Linked DNA regions of Zea mays: region 1 is linked to region 2. A link is a contact called in public Hi-C data. All regions are on one chromosome and are shown on one strand. The core of a region is the stretch at or near the end of the contact, and the rest is flanking DNA. Distances in the headings are between cores, read along the strand shown. Region 1 holds the start of LOC100276301. Region 2 holds the start of LOC100285115 (phenylalanine ammonia-lyase).

The links. Hi-C and Micro-C count contacts between places; a contact is called where the count stands out from the background.
Region 1: a contact with region 2 is called in a Hi-C map of ear, with 1.8 times the contacts expected there. The contact joins the promoter of LOC100276301 here to the promoter of LOC100285115 in region 2. A contact is called at or near these places in 2 of 25 Hi-C or Micro-C datasets (ear and leaf mesophyll).

What each region holds. Positions count from the first base shown.
Region 1 is chr4:149,174,553-149,179,929 of Zm-B73-REFERENCE-NAM-5.0, reverse strand. It overlaps LOC100276301, which reads right to left and starts at 4,036. Exons shown (of 5, transcript NM_001374050.1): 1 at 3,596-4,036. The coding sequence starts at 3,850.
Region 2 is chr4:148,640,845-148,647,110 of Zm-B73-REFERENCE-NAM-5.0, reverse strand. It overlaps LOC100285115 (phenylalanine ammonia-lyase), which reads left to right and starts at 3,069. Exons shown (of 2, transcript NM_001158010.2): 1 at 3,069-3,702; 2 at 6,098-6,266. The coding sequence starts at 3,293.

The sequences.
Region 1 (5,377 bases), core at 2,787-5,286, 530 kb before region 2:
TCGAGCCTTGCATGGTCTTAAACAAGCTCCTCGTGCTTGGTTTGAGAGATTTGTTTCTGTCATCAAGGCTTGTGGTTTCTATTCTAGTGATCATGTTCCTGCATTGTTCATTCATGTTTCTTCACGAGGACGCATGTTGCTATTACTATATGTTGATGACATGTTGATTACAAGCGATGATCCAGACCATATTGCTCATGTGAAGGCATATCTAAGTAAGGAATTTCAAATGTCTGACTTGGGGGCACTTAGTTATTTCTTGGGCAATGAGGTTTTGCAGACTCAAAATGGTATTTATCTTTCTCAGGCCAAGTACATACAAGACCTTCTTGATCGTTCTGGTCTTAGTGATACTCGCACTGTTGCCACGCCTATGGATCTTCACTTATCTCTTTGTCCGACTGATGGGACACCTTTGGAGGATCCATCTCGATATAGACATCTTGTTGGCAGCTTAGTTTACCTTACTGTCACCAGGCCAGATATTGCTCATGTGGTTCACATCTTGAGTCAGTTTGTCTCTGCTCCTACATCAGTTCATTATGGGCACTTACTTCGTGTGCTTAGATATTTACGGGGGACAAAAACACAATGTTTATTTTATGACTCAAATTCCCCACTTCAGCTTCATGCTTACTCTGATGCTACCTGGGCCAGTGATCCTACAGATCGCCGCTCCATTACTGGTTACTGTATTCTTCTTGGATCATTCCCTGTTGCTTGGAAATCCAAGAAGCAAGCTATTGTATCTAGATCTAGTACTGAAGCAGAACTTCGAGCCCTGGCTACTACTACTGCTGAGATTATCTAGATTCGTTGGCTCTTGGTCGATCTAGGCGTTTCTTGTGACTCACCTACGCTTCTTCACTGTGACAACACTGGAGCTATACAAATTTGTCATGATCCAGTGAAGCGTGAACTCACAAAACACATTGGCGTTGATGTCTCATTCACTAGATCTCATTGTCATCAGAAGACCATTGATCTTCAATATGTGCCCTCAGAATTACAGCTTGCATATTTCTTCACAAAAGCATAAACTAGGGCACAACATCAGTTTCATCTAATCAAACTCAATGCTTCAAATCCTCCACTTCCGCCTTGAGTTTGACAGGGGGTGTTAAGGCCCATAAAGCCCATATATTCTTGTCTGCCTATATATATGCTACAGTACCCGAGGGGGTAATCATCTCGCCAAATCAAGGTTAGTTACAAGTACATGGTAGACATTTGCATAACTGATGAATGTTATGAACATAGATGCACTCACAAGATAGTCCTGATACTCGTCCTCCCATAGGAGGCCCTAGGAGTAAACCAGATCTATTCTTCTTGCTTACTTGCTAATGACCTCCACCTCATTATATAGAGGTGGCCAACCTAACCCTAATGACCTAGCTTATGGGCTTAAGGCCCATAACAGCCTCGACTCGAAAACTAAAACGACACTAATACTAAGTCTTTTACATCTCGACTTAGTATTTTATTCTCCTAAAACAATTAATTTAGAGTTGTAAAAAGAAAATAGTGGGACAGAGCCTATTTACTTTGCCAATTTGGTCCAAATCGGGACCAATCCGGCCCATTCATGGAAGGCCTGGCCCAGATTGGAACCCTATGCAGCTAGCTTGGCCACCACGAGCAGACCGCCAGGCGGGGGAGGACCGGCCGCCACCGGATGGCTCGCCCACCCACCTCAATGTCGAGCTCCCTGAGGGTCTTTTTTCGCCTCCTCGCGCCGTGCGGGGTGCTGCCCTCCTCGTCGCCCTTCTCTACGTTCTGCCTCCTCATCGACCTCGCTAACTTCCTCGGCGCCGCCTTCGACTTAGCCTTGATGGCCGAACAATCCCGCGACTGTGGAAGCCACGCGTCACGGAGGGGCCGCTCCACCCGCGAGGGCCCTGCGGCGGTGCCCCTCAGCCTCTGATCCCAATCCAGCCGCGACAGAGGATGCGGTATTGTGGCTCCGCGCCTCGACGGACAAGCTAGAGGAGCGTCTGCTCAAGCGGTTGGACAAGGCATATGAGGCTACGTTGGCCCCACGCACCAACCTCTCAGACCCCGGTCACGCCGGCGAGGGCGAATTTGCCGACCTCCGGTGCCTTGAGTACTCCCTCGCGGGGCTCGTTTGCCTCCTCCAAAGCAACGGCGCCGCTGCCCATGTGGCCGCCTCTGCCAGCACCCAGGCCACCTTCACCACTCATGCCCACGCTGCCTGCGCCCAAGCCGCCTGTGGTAGCAGCAGAGGAGCCAACCCATGCCTGCTGGAGCTTGGCCAGGCGAGCGTCGTGGGAATCCAGCCTATTGTTTATGGTTTGCAGCTGCGCTAGTATGCGATCAAGTTTCTCCGCAACATAGAGGGTCTCCACATCGTCGTGCATGCCGCCATGGTGGCGATGCGCGCGTAGTGGCTCCGATACCAATTTGTTATGAACACAAATGCACTCGCAAGATAGTCCCGGTACTCGTCCTCCCGTAGGAGGCCCTAAGAGTAAACCAGATCTATTCTTCTTGCTTACCTGCTAATGACCTCCACCTCTCATTATATAGAGGTGGCTACCCTAACGGTGGCTAACCTAACCCTAATGACCTAGCTTATGAGCTTAAGTCCCATAACAGCCTGTAACATGAACTGAATATTTTTTTCTGTGAACTTCAAAAGATTTAGTATAGACCGATGTTCTTAAGGAATTAAGGTGGTATGGCATCCTTGGGACGGTATGCCTTGTCACCTAGGTATTGCCTTGAGGACACTACCATAGGCAATATATGGTTACTGACAACCAGAAATTACAAAGGAAAAAAACGAACAGAACTAGGTATCTAAACATGTAATCCTGACAAGAAATCACAGTACACATCCATGTATCTATTTTCCAGCAGGAGTATTTCACTCTAAGGGCTAATTTGGAAACACCGTTTTCCCAAGGGATTCTAATTTTCCCAAGGGAAATTAGTTCATTTTCCCTTGGGAAAATTAGAATCCCTTGGGAAAACGGTGTTTCCAAACTAGCCCTAAACGTTGGAAGCTGAAAGAACAATGGAATGATTACTACAGAACTGATTAACGACAGAATTATCGTATTCACCGGTGATGCTAGGCATGAATCTTCGTATCATGTGAGAAACCCCTCTTTAACTCGCTGGTAACGTACTGCAGCACGGAAAGACCATACATGTATCATAACTCGGATACAGTCCGTAAGATATCTAAAAAACACAAGGCATCTAATGCAAGTAAAGTGGTTGCCCTTTTACCCTTGGTCGAAATAAAAGAGAGGCATCCACATTTTTAAGGAAGTCATCTTTGGGGCGTCATCTTTTCTGTTGTTCGTCTCCCGCGCCATTATAAGCTAATCTCAAGCATTAGAGTAATAATTCACCGTATGCAGCAAACAGTGCCTAGGGATCGGTTACCGGAACACGCGTAACAGACACCGTCTCATATTGTGAGCAAACTCTCCTCCACGATAACAATTCGAATGACCACGAATCCAAAGACGAGCAAAACCGCTACCCGCATCACCAAATCATCTCCAAACATTGGGTGGGAACAGAAAACAAGAGGGGCGAAAGAAGGAAAACACGTGGAGACCTCGGCGAGGACGGAGAGTACGATGAGGTTCCGCACGGCGCGGCGCGAGAACTGCGTCCGCCGGCGCATCCGCGCGTGCACGGCTGCCTCCTCCTTGGACAGGTACTGCAGCCGCTTCTCGAAGTCCTCGCGGCCACCGAAGAGCGCCCGCCACACCCTCCCCAGCACCCCGCCCTGCTTGCCCTTCTCCTTCGCCTCCGCCGCCTCGGGCGGGGCCGGTGCCCCCGCCTCCGCTTCCGCCTGGGTAGAGGCCATGGATTGCCTTGCGGATCCGCGTGGCGCTGGATCCGATGGGGAGGAGAGAGGAAGTGGCTCGCGCGGGATGGCTGGCCAACCTCTTGTTGGACGCGACCCCAATGGAAGGAGGAAGAAGAGAGGGGTTTCGGGTTTGGGCCTTTGGGGCTGGATCTTTCTCTCGAGAGCGCCCCCCGTGGCCGTGGCTGGATCCCGGACTCCCGGCGCTGTAGACCTGGTGTAGCTTTTTGCTTTTGGGTGGCTCGGTCGATCCTCGTAGCAGCTCATCCAACTCTGCAAGTGGGGGCGTCGACTCGAGAAATGGCAGGGACGCACGCGTGAAACCACCGAGACTGCAAAGGGTATTCAGGCCAACTGCAAAAGTGCCCCAACTAGTGACTTGCTCATGCATTACCACGGATTTTATATATCATATTAGTATATTTTATTTAAATAAGATACAAAAATATATATTCCATTAATTATGTGGGTAAAAGCGTGAAAACAACAATAAAAGTATAAACTCTTATTTGTATATAATTTTAATTTATTTTTTTGTATTACGTGGAAAATGGAAGGTGACGCCGTAGAAATTGGTGATTTATATATAGTAGAGATAGAAATTTTGGAAATGAACTTCGTTTCTGTAAAATTGTATCTTTTTTTTTGAAATTGAAGCTTTCGTCTATTTCGTTAACAACCACTAACAGTGTTAGATTAAATATATAAAAAGATGACAATTGCCTTATATTGCACTCGTTATTGCAAATTTGACCTCATCTTCACAATGCAATAGATTTATTCTTAAAAATGATTTATACGATTTAATATATTTTAACAATGCAACAATGGACTACGTATACTAATTGAAATATGCAAACACATCTCATTGCAGCTCTCACATTCGTAATCTTCAGATAGGGGTGGTAATGGATCATGGCCCTAATACTTGGTTCACAAACCAACAAGATCTTTAATTTTGTTAGTTCAAAATTGTATTGTTTTATGATCCGACCCTAACTTGATTCAATCCTTAAATTTGCTAGGCTAAACTAAATGACCCATTACCACCCCTATCTTCAGACCCACACGGATAGAAAATTGAGGTCGACTGTTTGGGACTTGTGAGTTGTGACTTCTGTGTGTGGTAGAGCTAGATGAAACACTGGTAGCTTGTCGGCTAGCTCGATTTGTGGTCAGCTTGCATCGGATCGTTTGAATTTTTTTCACGAAATAAGTTGACATCCTAGCTCGGTTCATGAACAAGCAAGCTCGTGAGCTAAATGAGTTATCACATTTCAGCAAAATAAAAATATATACATATCATTTACGTTTCAATTGATGAACATGTTATATATATATTTGGTGTCTACGACCTATGAGTTAAACTGATGATTGATGAACTGTGTCTATGTGGTAAATTAGTCTATGTGAATATGAATGTGGGTTAAATTGATGAACATGTGTGTGAGTTGTAAATTGATGATGAATTGATGAGTTTAATTTGGTGTTGCATTGATGTAGTCTACGAAACTATGTGTATAATTA
Region 2 (6,266 bases), core at 1,820-4,319:
TCTGCTACACCCCCATTGTACACCTGGATCCTCTCCTTACGCCTATAAAAGGAAGGACCAGGGCCTTCTTAGAGAAGGTTGGCCGCGCGGGGACGAGGACGGGACAGGCGCTCTCTTGGGGCCGCTCGCTTCCCTCACCCGCGTGGACGCTTGTAACCCCCTACTGCAAGCGCACCCGACCTGGGCGCGGGACGAACACGAAGGCCGCGGGATTTCCACCTCTCTCACGCCCGTCTCCGGCCACCTCGCTTCCCCCCTTCGCGCTCGCCCACGCGCTCGACCCATCTGGGCTGGGGCACGCGGCACACTCACTCGTCGGCTTAGGGACCCCCCCGGTCTCGAAACGCCGACAAGTACTGCTTAGCAAGGGGTGTTAGACCCAGAAAATTTGGCTTGGATATGGATGTTAGATGGAATTCTACTTATTTGATGCTTAAACACTTGGTCCCATACAAAACTGTTTTTTCTGTCTTCATCAATTCACATTATGAGTCACAATTGTTGCCTCCTAATCATTGGTATGTTGCTGAGAAGATTTTAGAGTTTCTAGAACTGTACTATGACTCTACTGTTGTTCTGTCTGGTGTTTATTATCCAACTAGTCCACTAGTTCTTCACCATATTCTGGAAATTGCATCACATTTGAAAGCATGTGAAAGAGATTTAAATCTTAGAACTATTGTGTTTCCAATGCAACTTAAATTCCTTAAATACTGGAGTGACATACCTTTGCTATATTCATATGCATTCATTCTGGACCCTAGAGCTAAGATGAGAGGTTTTTTTAATGTGTTGCATTTACTTGGAGAGTGCACTGGGTGTGAGTACAGTACATATTATGCTGATGTCAAAAATGAATTGTATAAACTGTTTACTAAATATGAGACTAAGTTTGGTGCAGTTAGGGCTCAAAGGGCTGCTCAGCCTTCTATTCATACAGGTAAAAGAAAACAAGCTTGGGAAAGAATATTTGGAGATTCCAGTTCAGGTGTTGTTGGTCCTCCCCCTAGCTCTACCCCTTCTGCTTCATCTTCATCTGCTATTTGTGAGCTCTCAGCCTACTTAGACAGTGACAATGTCACTTCTTATGAGGATGATTTTGATGTACTTCTCTGGTGGCGTGACCACAAGCTAACATATCCAGTTTTATCCATAATGGCTAGGGATATTATGTCTGTTCCTGTATCTACTGTCTCTTTGGAGTATTGTTTCAGTTTGACAGGGAGGATAATTGAGGAGCGACGACGACGCTTATTGCCTGAGAATGTGGAGATGCTGACTTGCTTAAAAGATTGGGAATTAGGAGAAAAGAGAGAACAACATGCTGTTGACAATCCAGAGCTTGAGGACTCATTCCAGAACTTATTTCTTGATGAAGATGAACATGTTGCTGCTTAGTGTCTTTTGGTATTTACTACTTAGTTCTAGACTTCTAGACTGTGATGTGGTCATCTGATCTGTGCTTTCACTGCTTTGTGCCTTTGTCATTGAGTGATTGTGAGATAGTCATTTTGTATTGTAATATACATTTGTAACACATACAAACTTAGTGATTAAACTTTGAGCTGGCTGCACTCTTTTTTCCTTTCTAGGGTTTCTCACAAGGGTGAGTTTTACCTAGAAAGGTTTTTAATGAGGCAGCATTGCACAAAACAACTCATTTATTATATTTGTCTATATTTTCTGCTGTTTTTTAACTTTGGTTAAATTTATCTATATTTTCTGCTGTTTGGGAACATTAGCGGGCTGGCACTGGCACGACCCGTTTTTTTGAGCGTGCCTAGCGGGCTGGTCCGACACAAAAAGTGGCCCAGAGGGCCGTGCCTGGGCCAACGGCCAGGCACGTGGGCTCTCTAGGCACGGCCCGTTCAGCCCGTATACCCGGGCCGGCCCGTTGGCTGATGGGCCGTGCTTCCCCGGGCCCGTGCCGGGTCGTGTCGGGCCGGCCAGTTGGCCATCTACAGTGATAATAGTGCTGGTACAAACAAACAAACAAATAAGTAAATAATACTAGACCGCCGCTTTCAACAATATTTTACGCCTTTGGTTTTTTTTTTCTTTCTAGGAAGAAATACAATTCCTCCTTGGTCCAAAATGTTGAATCGTGGAATATTTCATGCACGACACGGTTCTCTGAACTTGGGAACAACAATGAGTGTTTGCCACAACATTTCCAGTGAATGACTTGGTTGAGTTGGTTCACACAACGAAGTGCTTCATGGGGGACTAGTGCTGCTGGTGAAGTAGTAGTTAACAGATTGCATGCTGCGCCAGATCTGGAGCGCCTTTCTTTCCTTGGACGTTCTCCTGCTGGTGCAGAATTATATGGGGGCAACTTGACCTCGCGATACTTGAGTCGAGTACTTGATTCTCCATTTTTTCCCCCTGTTTACTCCAATCGGCCGGTTATCAGAGTCGGGCAGAAATTGCAACCAAAGCAAAACAAGCGCGCAGTTTCTGGACGGTTGATGTGTACTTGCTTGATGCCCTAGAGCTAGAGGCCACAGCTGAGAGGGAGTCGTGAGTGCTAACGTAACGAAGTGGACTCGTCATTTCGTGCCATTTCTAGTGACATACTTGCAGCATCTGCAATCTCCCAGTGGTTGCGTGTGTAAGCCTGTAAGGTCCGGGGCAACGGACCGGACCAACTCGACACCCGACTGACCGAGACCTAATACTTGGGCAATAGCTCGCGTCCAGTCCAGACACACACGGGCTCCCCCCACCAAGCCCGTCGCACTCAGTGGCCACCCACCACCAGCCCACCTCCGGGCGCAACCGCGTCTGGTGCGGTGCCGTGCGCCCGTCGTCCGGCGGCAACCAGACTACCCAGAGCCCCGTCGAGCAGACGGGCCGGCGCCGGGTCAATGTCGAGTGTCGTATTCCCAGGCAGGCGGCCATGCGACGACCGGCTGCGCGCGGGCCAAGCTGCCAGCGCCGGCGGCAGAAGGTTGGCCGGCCCATCCAAGGGACAGGGAGGCGTCGTCGCGGAGTCAGCTCGGCCCGCCAACAACCTACCCCGGTGCCATGCCAGTCTCTGATCTGACCCCAACAACCTCCCCCTCCCACCCGTGGCCACGCTATTTATTAAGCCCGCCCTCCCCCGCACCGTTCTCCTCAGGACGAAGAGCCTACCTTTCCCCAGCTCTTCGTCTACAGCACTGCCACATTAGTAGTTAGTTACCAGCAGTACTACTCTTGTGTAGTAGCTTTTAATTTCCCCCAGCTAGCTAGCTAGTTTCTACTTCCGTCCGCGCGCGCTCATCTGCGCACGCACGTGTCCCCGTCCGCAATGGAGTCCGAGGCCGGCCTGCTTGTCCGCTCCTCCCTGAACGGCGAGGGCCTGTGCATGCCGGCGCCGCGCGCCGACCCGCTGAACTGGGGCAAGGCCGCGGAGGGCCTGTCCGGGAGCCACCTGGACGAGGTGAAGCGGATGGTGGCGGAGTTCCGCGACCCGCTGGTGAAGATCCAGGGCGCCAGCCTGAGCGTCGCGCAGGTGGCCGCCGTGGCCGTGGGCGCCGGGGGCGGCGAGGCCCGCGTGGAGCTGGACGAGTCCGCTCGCGAGCGCGTCAGGGCCAGCAGCGACTGGGTCATGGGCAGCATGATGAACGGCACCGACAGCTACGGCGTCACCACCGGCTTCGGCGCTACCTCCCACCGCCGCACCAAGGAAGGCGGCGCGCTCCAGAGGGAGCTCATCAGGTCAGACCACTCTTCAGTTCTGACTCAGCCGTGTTCAGTTTGGATTGTTAGTTTCCGCAGTTAGATTAGATGCTCCTATCAAACAGTGTTAGCGGTTTATTCACGAGGTCCTGCTGCACCGCAGGCGCAGCGTCGCGCCAGCTGCGCCTGCATGTGCTAGTAGCCATGTGCTAGTTGCATGTGCTAGTTCTTCAGTTCTGACTTGGCCAGCTGCATGTGCTAGCTGTTCACGGGATCCCATCAGTTACTGAAACAAGAAATACAGTATTTCCTTTTTTTTTCGGGGTGTTGTAGTTAGTTGTGCTAGTAGCTAGCTAGGTCGTTGGTGGGTTGGCATAAACGTTAAACTACCTCAAACTTTTTATCCCATAGATAGATAGTTCACATCATTCGTGCCTACAACCTTTACGAGTACAGTAGTAGTATACTCCGCTACCAATCCTATACACTATCATGTACTCTCTCTCCCTTTTAAACTTTTAGCTGTCTTACTTGTCGGTTTGTTTCATTCAAAAAAATTTATATAAACATTATATTGGTTTTATTAACAATAGTATTTTAATAATAATTTCTTCACTTTATTGTTTAAGGATTGGATAAAACAAATAGTTAAATATGATGGGTGCCACTACCAAACTTGGGTGCACGCGTACACCCAAACTTGTGCCACTACCACCGTACGGGCGGGCCACTCCTGTCCCACCGACCATACCAGCATATAGTTGGCCGGGTCGCTGATCGCCAGCGCGGCCTACCAATTTTTTTAAAAAAACGTGGCAGGAACACTGGCTACGCTCGCGGCACGCTCAACGTGGCCACTGTACGTGGGTTCGCGGTGGATAGAGATGGCCACTGAACGTGGGTTCGCGACCGTCACGTCGTCGCCGCTGAAACGTTAGGTAAGCCCGCGTGTTCACGTCGCACGAGCTGCTCGTGCACGGGCAGGGGCAGCACAGCGTCCGGCACGGTCATCGGAACATGCATGGGCGCCTTCAGATCTGGAACACGTTTTTTTACCACTGCCCAGGCCCAGCAAACATATGAGTTGCATCTTCGGAGTTTCTCTTTCCGCTTTTATCCTACTTAACGAAAAAAAAAACCTAGATCATGGACGTGTCATCAACGAAACAACCATATACTACAAATGAAAATCAGTAAGCAGTCAACTACTCATAGCATGTGGAAGTATTCCATTCGAAGTTTCAAACTGCCCAGATCCATGTAGCTTTCCTTACACTAGGGGGTGTTTTGAAAGATATAATAGTTTTAAAAATATTTTTAATTTAAATAATAAACAAAATAACTTATATAAATGTTTTCGCAAAGTTTATTGTTTCATCTTCACGATTTTCTAAAACACCTAATAACTTATTTTATAACTTTACTAAATTTTTTTTGGAACTGAACCTATCTCCCAAGTCCCAAACATGGCCAGTCTCATTTTTTCCCTCACCTACCACCAAGCTGGAAAAAGACGAAATGAAGCAAAGAATATTTTACCGGCACCGACAAGTCCACGTGCACGTCCGTTTGTACGAATCCACTATTTCGTACGTTGCGACTAGAAAACCTACCGTCTGACTATGGCCCCGGTTCCTTTAGTCACCGAATCCACTATTTCCTAAGGTCTAATTTGGAACCATTCAGATTTTAAGAAACTAGTTTATAAAATTAAGTTGATTTCAAACATATAAGTTTATAGCTCAGTTTATAAAATTTAGATTCACAGTTTCTTAAATTTCAAGAAGATAGCCTCTTTTAGCTAAAAAATAAAAACTAATTTTCAGAAAATAAATTGCTTCCAAATAAAAACTAAAAGTTACTAAAAGTGCTGGTTTGATTCTAGCGACTAAAATTAGTTAAAAGACGCATATATTGACGGTTTTACCTATAATTAATGTATGCACATGCGCTGGTCATCACTAGGCATCATATTGTTCTCCCTAATCAATGCATGGATAACTGAGCCAGGAAGGGTAAGGGGTGGAGAAAGTTATTTTAGTTTCTAGGGCTAGTGTGTAAACTCAAATCTTCTTTTATAATCCAAGAGATTGAGGGAAAAATAAGTTTTCAGCCCTTAGTCTCTTTTAATCACTGTTTGGTTCTTTAGTGACTAAATTAAAGTTTAATTACTAAATTTTAGTCATCTGAACCAAACAAGACCTATGTATGTACTCATCTGAAGTCACAAAACAGTTATTTAAAACGGCAAGCATAAACTAAGCTTTAGAACTTACTCTAATAAAGTGGAGTAAAACATTAACTTTGACTCTTGTTTGATCCATGCCATTGTTCAAGGTTATCGTAAACTCTGACCAAATTTATTGTTCAACATTTTACCGATACCACTGGCGGCTCCGAATTGACCTCAACTCTGTCTCGTTTCGTCTGACAGATTCCTCAATGCCGGCGCGTTCGGCACGGGCGCCGACGGCCACGTGCTGCCGGCGGAGGCCACCCGCGCGGCGATGCTCGTGCGCGTCAACACCCTCCTCCAGGGCTACTCCGGCATCCGCTTCGAGATCCTCGAGGCCATCGCCAAGCTGCTCAACGCCAACGTCACG